Linked DNA regions of Mus musculus: regions 2 and 3 are each linked to region 1. A link is a contact called in public HiCAR-type and HiChIP or PLAC-seq data. All regions are on one chromosome and are shown on one strand. The core of a region is the stretch at or near the end of the contact, and the rest is flanking DNA. Distances in the headings are between cores, read along the strand shown.

Region 1 (2,789 bases), core at 89-2,588:
AGTGAGGCTAACTCAAGGATTTGCGTTATAAACCAGAGGTCTCTTCAAAAACTCTAAATGAGGATGGGGTGGAGATGGCAGAACACTGTCTTGACATGACATGGCTGTGAGCCAATAGAAGCTGTGATTGCCTGCCCATGACCTGAGTACGTTTAAACCCTTTAGCATACTGCCATAAAGTGGGTAAGGGCTCAGAAGGCCCCCACCCCTACCTGAAGATTTAACAGATGTTGATGTTTCCTTGGTTCCTTGGGAGGGAGAGACATTTTCTTTATGTGGTTTCACCACTGGTAACTGCTCAGGCTCCTATAACCCCCTCATGTATGCTCCTGTAAGCAATCTAGTTAAACCCCTTTGGGACACACACATTCAGGAGACTAGTTCAGAATAAAGGAGAGATCAGATGGAATGGGAGGGGAACCCTCCCCCTTTTTTGAAACCCTTCTTGGTTCTGACAAGTCCAAGGATTCATTTCTAATAGGCTCCCGATTATGTTTTGTTTTGTTTTGTTTTGTTTCCTTCTTATAGACAGAGTCTGTCTACATAGCCCTGGCTACCTTGGAACTCACTATGCTGACCAAGCTGGACTGGAACTCACAGAAATTCACAGAAAGTCTCTTGACTGCTGGGATTAAAGTCGAGAGCCACTATGCCGTCTCTGATCAAGCTTTTAACAATTATTTGATAAGTCAAATGGCCAAGGTAATTTCTCATCTAGGGATACTTACAGGGGAATTTGGGAAGAGAAGCAATTGTATTTTCTAAGATAAGTTTTAAAAGTTAATTCTTAAGGTTGTGTGTGTGTCTAACTATTACTTGATGTGAAACTAGAATCCAGCGGGCACTAGGAGTTGGCACAATGTAGACAGACTACTTGTAACTTTTTATTAAGCACAACTCCCAGGTATCTTGAACCAAAGTTTTATTAGGGATTCTGTCCCCCGTGTCAGCAGCATAGCTGACCTTCCCGAGCATGGGGGATTGAATTTGTACAGGGACTGACCAGATATCCGCGCACACCCCAACACACACCACGAATTTCTCGGGGGGGGGGGGTCTTGGCCTTGGCTACTCACAGAGTCTGGGTGCTGGGCGGCAGGCTGGGGATTCGGTGGAGCTCCTTGCAGGTGACTCTGAAGTCGTCCTCCTGGTGACACTCACAGGGTGGAGACGCACACTCTTTGCCCCGCAGGCTCCTGGACAGGGCGAGCAGCAGAACAAGCAGCAGCAGGGACCCTGGCCTCATTTTCCAAGGGACCCTCTGGGCTACTTCATCGTTGCGCGCTGTCGCCACATTCTCAGTGCCCTGCGTCTGACGCTGGAAGAGACCCGGGTGCAGGAGGGGAAGGGAGGGAGGAGGAGGGCTCCGAGGGGCTGTGACCTCATCGCTGGAGAGCACGCTGGAGAGGGGGAAGGAGAGGCTCTCAAGTGCTCCGCTTGCCTAGGCAACTCTCCATCCAAACAAGCCTGCTTGCGGCACTTCATCAGCCTCGCAGCGCCTTCTGTTCCGAGACACCCAACCTCGGTCCCTGTGTCGTTCCCTCCCTGTCACCTATTAGTTCTTTCTTAAGTCTAGACACGCTTTCGTCTCTCCTGGTCTCCGAACTCCTGAAGCTACATTTCCCGACTGAGCAGCCTTTAAGAGCTGTGCCGACCGGGGACCCACCCAAATGGGCTCCGTCTAATGTCTCCACGGAGGGGACTGTTGTGGGACTCTCTAGTGTCCCGTGGAACTTCGGCTTCTCCAGGTTAAAAGTCTCCGGAGCAGTCAGCACAACCCGTGACAGCTTAGAGTGCAGCTGAAGGGGGACGAGTCACTCCGGGCGAGACAATCCTCCATGCTGTCTAGCTGGAACAGCCACGGTCCAGCTTGGAGGCGCCACTAAACGTCTGGAGATGCTGCTCTCACCAAACCCAGCAGCTCCGTGAAGTCAGGCGCTGGGCTCTGGGGCCATCTGCTGTAGATAACTGGGAACTGCGCACACAGGTTCCCTTGCCTGCACGGTAACAGTCTGGTTTTACGAATCTGCTTAGAATCCTAGACACTTTTCATTCTCATCCACCCTCTCCAGAAATCCAGAATGAAGAGAACACTTAAGTGCCACCTTGCTCTTCTCACACCCACCAAGAATATTAGCTACAAATGTAAACTAGATTGTGTCAATTTTCTTCTTGGAAGTATAACTGCTTGCTCGTTCCTCTAGGAGCAAAAGGAATACTAACTCCTCACATGCCACACGGCTTCTTTTACAGGTAACTCCAGAGCAGGAGGGAAAGGTGTGGTGGTGGAAATCAGAAGAAACATGAAGAGAGAAGGCTCTAAAAATACAGGATGGAGGTTAAGGGCAGGTAAATATTAAGATTTATTGAACTGTACCTTTAAGATATACACATCCCCATGTTTATAGAAACTTTATTGTCACCCCAAAGTGTAAACAACCCCACGTGTCCTTCAAGAAAACTGTGAATGCACAAACAATATTTCATAGAAAATGAATCGAGCTCTAGTTTACATGACATGTACAAATCTAGAACACGACTGGCAAGCACAAGGAACTAAATTCACAGCATTATGTACTTATGTGTGATCATTCCTATACATGACATTATGTGGTATTTTCGGTGGAAGTAAAGCCAGGGCTGGGGATAAAGCTCAGTTGGTAGAGTGCTTGCCTACCATGTTCAAGGCTCCAAACCTAGCCAAGTGTAAACTTGGTGTGGTGGGATACTTCTGCAATCCCAGCTGTGGGAGTCAGAGGCAGGAGGATCAAGGTACTTGGCTACATAGC
Region 2 (2,789 bases), core at 169-2,668, 450 kb before region 1:
CAGCATGGGCCTGGAATCCCATTACTGTGGCAGAGCAGACATGAGAATCCTTGGGACATCCTAGTTAAACCAGGGTTTGGCTAGATGAATCAACAAGGCCCATGTTGAGACCTTGTCTCAAAAAATAAGGTGGAGAAGGTAGAGATCAATTGAGAACGAACCCTGACATTAACCTCCATCCTATACACCTTTATGCGCATGGTGCACGCACACACACACACTGAGGGGGTGTTGGGGGGCATGGGGGAAACTGTTCCCCATGCCCTCTGATGCAAACGTACAGCAGCTAATTTTTTAACATCTTCCTAAAAATAATGACTGCCAAAAAAGATAGAAAACAAGTGTTCAGAGAAGTCAAGACACTGAGACAGGAAAGACTTTCCCCCCTAACCCCCTGCTGAGTTCTGTATGCAGTGCTGGAAAATAAATCTTAGAAGGATTCAATTTGATTAAGAAGACTGAAAAGCATCAAGATGCTGCCCTGCCACTCAAAGGGATTGTGCGTGCATCGGTACTTACTACATAACTATTGCAATCCCTGAAGTGCCTTGGCTCTCACCTCTGTGGCCACACAAACCATCTAATCCCTTTTCTGGTCAAGGAAAAAGAGAGCATTGCAATATTTCACTAGAGAAGAATGAGGACCAGTGTTTGAAGGGTTTGGGAGAGCTGTTAGAACATTTATTGAGTGGCTAATATATATGGAAGCCTTAGTGAAAACAATCACAGGAGCTGAACTAATCTCCACTGGTAGGAATTTCTTCCCTTTTGTTTTATTAGGGAAATGACAAGCGGCATTGTCTTGTACTGCTGGCTCTGTAAACTTCACGTATTGCTTCACCTAAGCTTTTTTTTTTTAAGACTTAAGTATTTTTTTTAACTAAATATTTAAAATTTTCAGTTCAGGTATAGCTTATTTCTCAGCGTTCATATCATGTCCAGTTCAAGTTCTCAAAATAATTAAAAAGAAATACTTAGCAACCTTGCAAGTTCTTAACCGTTTGATATCTGTTCCTTGATAATTATTCTGGTTCAAACGCAAGAGTCCAGTGAATCATTTTCTTGAAACTCCTTATGCCCTCAGCCACCTGCGGCTTCTAACCTGACTTTATGCTAAACTGCATCTCCCAAGAGCATCGGCCGAGAAAAATCTAGTGCGGTGCATGGTGGGAGTTGTAGTCCTGGATGAGGGTTCCCCCGCCTTCGAGCCGCTGATTCAGGCGCTACCAATTAGCTGGGGCCATGTCGGTGAGGCCGTGGTCCAACCGGGAAAGCTGGTATGACAACTGTACACAATGATTGGCTAAAAGATGACATAGGGGGCGTGACTATGTGTGGGGTGGGGCGATCACGGCCATTGGCCAAGGAGGACGGAGCGGCGGGCGCGGATTGGCTGCGCTCTGGGCCAGGGAGGCCTGGGAAGGGGCGAAGAAGGAACCTGAGCAGGAAGAGCGGCTGCGAGGCGGCGGCACAGAGGCAGCGGCTGAGTTGGTCGCGGCGACGGCGACGGCGACGGCGAGGGCTCTCGACCTTCGAGAGCAGGATGCAGGTCCGCGTCAGGCTGTCGTTGCTGCTGCTCTGCGCGGTGCTCCTGGGCTCGGCAGCCGCGACCTCGGGTCAGTATCGAGCCTCGGGCAGCAGGCCCCGAGCCACCGCCCCCCGACCGCGGTGGAGACAGGGCCACGGGGCTCAGCGGTCTCGGGCACTGCTCGCCCTGACTGTCACTCGCTCTTGCCTTGGGCATCGGTTAGCCTGGGCCGAAGAGGGTGCTTAGGAAACTGGACATAAGGAAGGGCTGGTCACCCTGCCCACACCTCTCCCACGCAGCAAACTTTAGGTGACTTCTGACGAATTAGGAATTGCCCAATTAGGAGGGGATTCCTGACGGCTGGCTTAGACCCTCAGAGATTCCTCTACCTTCACGTAGGTGATGTGTGCACAGGCTCTGGGACACGCTGGGGTTTGCAGTTGACATACCTGGAGCTGTCACTTTTGTGCAGAGCAGGGTTCATCCGGACTAGGATGTTGACAGTGGAGGAATTGCTCAACACCTGATCTGTTAGTCTGGTTTTTAAAAGAAAAAACTCTGATATAATTGTAGTCACTTGTCCCCCGCGTCCTGGGAAAAATGTGACCTCTGCCACGGTGTCCATGGTCTTTGAGTTTGTAGATAGTCATTTTATTTATGGGTTTTGAGACAGACTTAGTTCTTTCAAAATTAATAGAAAATAATGTTGCCCTTTTCTGTAGGTACAAAAAGCCGTGTGCTTTTAAATTGATTTTTCGACTAGCTGACTTACATTACCTCTTTGCAAAGGATTTTCTTTTTTAATGTTTTGATCTGCCTATATCAGAAAACTTACTGTCTTAGAAATGTTTCTCTTAAACGTACTTAGGATGTTTTAGAGTGAATAAACATTGACTCCTGGAAGACTTTGAGATTTTTAATCAGTTTCGCTTAACAAGACAGCTGTTGGGTGGCTTTATACTTTTTTCTGGAACACTGCAAAATGTAAATGTCATCTTTAAAAAAAAACAAAAAAAAACCCGAATTTCCCCAGATGGTTATTTGAATCCCCAGATCCTCCGTTCTAGTTGTAAATGAAAGCCATAATGTCATCCTACTTCTAAAATCGAGTTAGACCAAAATGCTGTCTCCGGTGTGTTTGGAGACACCCTTTCAAATGTGGCAAGCATATGGTAACCACTTTACTGCCAGCATTATGCTTGAGGTTGATCCTGCTTCATTTGAAATGACAGTTTGTGTTGAAGAGCAGTTCTTTAAAGAC
Region 3 (2,789 bases), core at 141-2,640, 330 kb before region 1:
GTAAAGGAAAAGGTGGGTGTTGGGAGAGATCTTTTGTTGTGGTTGCTAAAGAGCTTCATTTTACAGCCAGGCCCAACTGTTATGGCTTGTGAAGTATTAAACTAAAATTCCAAGTGCTCTCCCTTGTCAGTTATCAGTTACTGCTGGGGCTTTGCCAAAGTTCTTACTATGTTTGCTTGGAACCAGTGGTGACTACTGAGAGAGTTCACAGGTCATCGGTGTACCGAAAAATCAAGGGCTATCTTATGCTTTTTAGGGTCACCTGACAGCGTGGAAATGTTTTCACTATCTGTTTCTCACTTATCTACCTAAAAAAAAATATACTTTTTCTCAAGTTATTGGTTCTTATTATTCAGATTCTGAATCTCATAATTGAACTCTACATCCCAAGAAAGAATGTGCAGAGGTTAAGAAACAACTCTCAGAAGAAGAGGCCCTTCAGTTCCTCCCCTGTGAACGATGGGCACCGAACCCTGGCCGTCAGGCTTTCGTGCTGACTGCTTTTGCCTGCTAAGCCATCTCACTGGCCAGCAAGTAAACTTTTTTTTAGACTAGGAAATATCTAAATGAAGCGGAGGGGCTGTAGAGAGGGCTCGGCTGCTCTTCCAGAGGACCAGAGTTCAATTCCCAGCTCCTACAGGGTGGCTCACAGCTGTTTGTAACTCCAGTTCCAGGAGACTCCAATGTCCTCTTCTAGCCCTGATGATCTCTACATACACGTGATGCACAAATATACATGTAAGCAAAATATGTATAAGAATTAGAACAAGAACAATGTGTGATATGTATATTAAACATGAAAAATATTGGGATCTCTGGTGAAATATGGGATTTGTAGGTCTGTCTCATCATGCAGGTGGTGAAGTTCAGCCATGGAAAAGGACCCGGGGAAAGTAATTTTGGCTGTTTGGTTTTAGCCTACTTTGCAGTCAGATCAGTAATTTGTAGTTAGTTTATTCTCCATGTCTTGTTTGATGACCCTAAATCCCCAAGACTCTAGAGTAAGAGATGTCTCTGAGCTAAGGGGGAACTGTTTATATGGGTACGTGTGCCACAACACTTCATTGTGGTCATTGAGTTATGTGGTCTTGGGCCTAAGAGAATTAGGGAAGAGGATGAGCAAAAGAAGTGATCCTGACAGAGTCGTTCGTCCCTAGCAGTCATTTCTACAAGAGAAGTGAAGCCTATTCCAGCCAGCTGCTTAATATCTAAGGATTCTGGCTTGCCAAGAGGAGCTGGGAAAGCAAAGACTCACCAAGGGAAAATGCTGTCTGGGAGACTCCTTTCCTTCCCTGGATTCTTTGAAGTCTTTTTGGCAGAGGAGAGAGAAAAACAAAAGATCTCCACCTAAGAGAGAAGCCAAGGGGCCTTGGACTCCAGCCTGGAAAGGGACTGTGCTGATTGCCCCAATTAAAATGCAGCAAGGCTGTGGGCACAGTGCAGTTAGGGACAAAGAGACAGTCCCTAATGCTAGATCTTTTATTTTTAAGACATTGAAATGGAAAGACCCCCCCCCCCCCTGGGGAATTTAGAGGAGCCAGGGAGTTGTTAGCTCACCTTGACTACCCAGTCACTTATTTTATCGTGCACCGAGGCATGCCAACAGTGACTGATATGGACACTGCTCCCGAAATGCTTAAATCCATCCATGGAAGGAGCTCCTCTTCGAGTTTAAACTAGGGCAGGCGCTGAAGGGAATAAAACCCCCTTGTGGCTGGCCCAGGGAAAGGAAACACATTATTTCCTCTAGAGAAACAAGTGCATGGCCCTAGGCTGTGTTCCCAATGCTGTATTAAACAAATACAAATGGGGGAAAGCCCTTGTATTATCATACATAGATGAAAGAGAGAGGGCATCTAACTCTTGGGATGTGAGGTCTGAGGATAGTAGAAGAGAGGGACTGACAAGAGGATTCCCCTGGACTCGCCCCATGACAACCCCTGAGATGTGCTGGAGGACAGATAAAGGGTCCATCTCTGACTTGATGAGACTATTTGGAGTTGGGCCCTCTTGATAAATGTTTGATATCAGAACTTGTAGATGCCAAAAACTTAAAGACTTCTTTGTCATGGAACACTGTTCACACCCCAGTTTCTATATGTGCTGTGCTGTAGACTTGTAGGCTGTTATATGTGCTGTAGAGATGGCTTAGCAGCTAAGAACACTGGCCGCTCTTCCAGAGGACCAGGGTTCAGTTCCTAGCACCCACATAGTGGCTTACAACTATCTGCATCTCTAGTTGCAGAGTGTCTAATGTCCTTTTCTGACATGGGCACTAGGGACACGTACATACTTATAGACATATATGCATGAAGTAAAATCAAGTAGAATAAAATTTAAAAAGAATATAACTGAAAACTTGTTTGCTGAGTCCTAAGCTTGCTGCTCAGACATTCTGCTACAACATGAACAGAGCCAAGAGGTAAAACAAACAAGCAAAGAAACTTCTAGACAGTCCATTTAAACTTGAGTCTTTTCATTGTTTCCTTAAGGGGAAAGTTTTTGAGAATAAAGCAAAAATGAGCTGTTGTTTCGTTTGCACTGAGCTCATTAGCCCTAGGGTTCCCAACTTTTTGTAGCTACCAAAACTTTGACTTGACTTAATAAGGTTTCATTTGGCCTTAAAATTCCACGCAAAGAATGTGGCAGTCAGCTTACCCATCACCTACAATCTTCACAAAGATGCTTTATGAGCCAAAATCAATTTCACCTATGTGCAAAGTGCACATCCGTGCTGCCTGTGTTTGAAAATGCTGACAAATTGACTAAAAGAGCACAGTTCACCCTCA

What was found. HiChIP or PLAC-seq counts read pairs in DNA pulled down with a chosen protein or histone mark. HiCAR-type assays count read pairs that join an accessible place to other places.
Region 2: a contact with region 1 is called in a CTCF HiChIP or PLAC-seq map of embryonic stem cells, with 10 times the contacts expected there. The contact joins the promoter of Sel1l here to the promoter of Tshr in region 1. A contact is called at or near these places in 3 of 39 promoter capture datasets (the 3T3-L1 cell line, hematopoietic stem and progenitor cells and liver), 1 of 15 datasets of contacts at CTCF or cohesin (embryonic stem cells), 1 of 484 Hi-C or Micro-C datasets (embryonic stem cells), 3 of 115 datasets of contacts at active chromatin or transcription factors (astrocytes, bone marrow-derived macrophages and embryonic stem cells) and 2 of 9 other capture datasets (adipose tissue and liver).
Region 3: a HiCAR-type map of astrocytes shows a contact between it and region 1, with 2.3 times the contacts expected there. The contact joins the enhancer-like site here to the promoter of Tshr in region 1. A contact is called at or near these places in 3 of 39 promoter capture datasets (cranial neural crest, pre-B cells and stem cell-derived epiblast-like cells), 1 of 484 Hi-C or Micro-C datasets (stem cell-derived neural progenitor cells) and 2 of 115 datasets of contacts at active chromatin or transcription factors (astrocytes and embryonic basal ganglia).

Annotation. Positions count from the first base shown.
Region 1 is chr12:91,399,542-91,402,330 of GRCm38.p6, reverse strand. It overlaps Tshr (thyroid stimulating hormone receptor), which reads right to left and starts at 1,338. Exons shown (of 10, transcript NM_011648.5): 1 at 1,077-1,338. The coding sequence starts at 1,246.
Region 2 is chr12:91,847,786-91,850,574 of GRCm38.p6, reverse strand. Sel1l (sel-1 suppressor of lin-12-like (C. elegans)) reads left to right here and starts at 1,418. Exons shown (of 21, transcript NM_001039089.1): 1 at 1,418-1,616. The coding sequence starts at 1,544.
Region 3 is chr12:91,731,807-91,734,595 of GRCm38.p6, reverse strand. All of the region lies in intron 3 of Ston2 (stonin 2), which reads left to right. Among named protein-coding and RNA genes, the nearest start is that of Gm34718, 24 kb to the left of the region's middle. Within about 2 kb of position 1,390, at least 109 of the 459 cell types and tissues checked have an H3K27ac peak or open chromatin away from gene starts, as enhancers often do. A contact at or near this core is called in astrocytes, where this site is marked.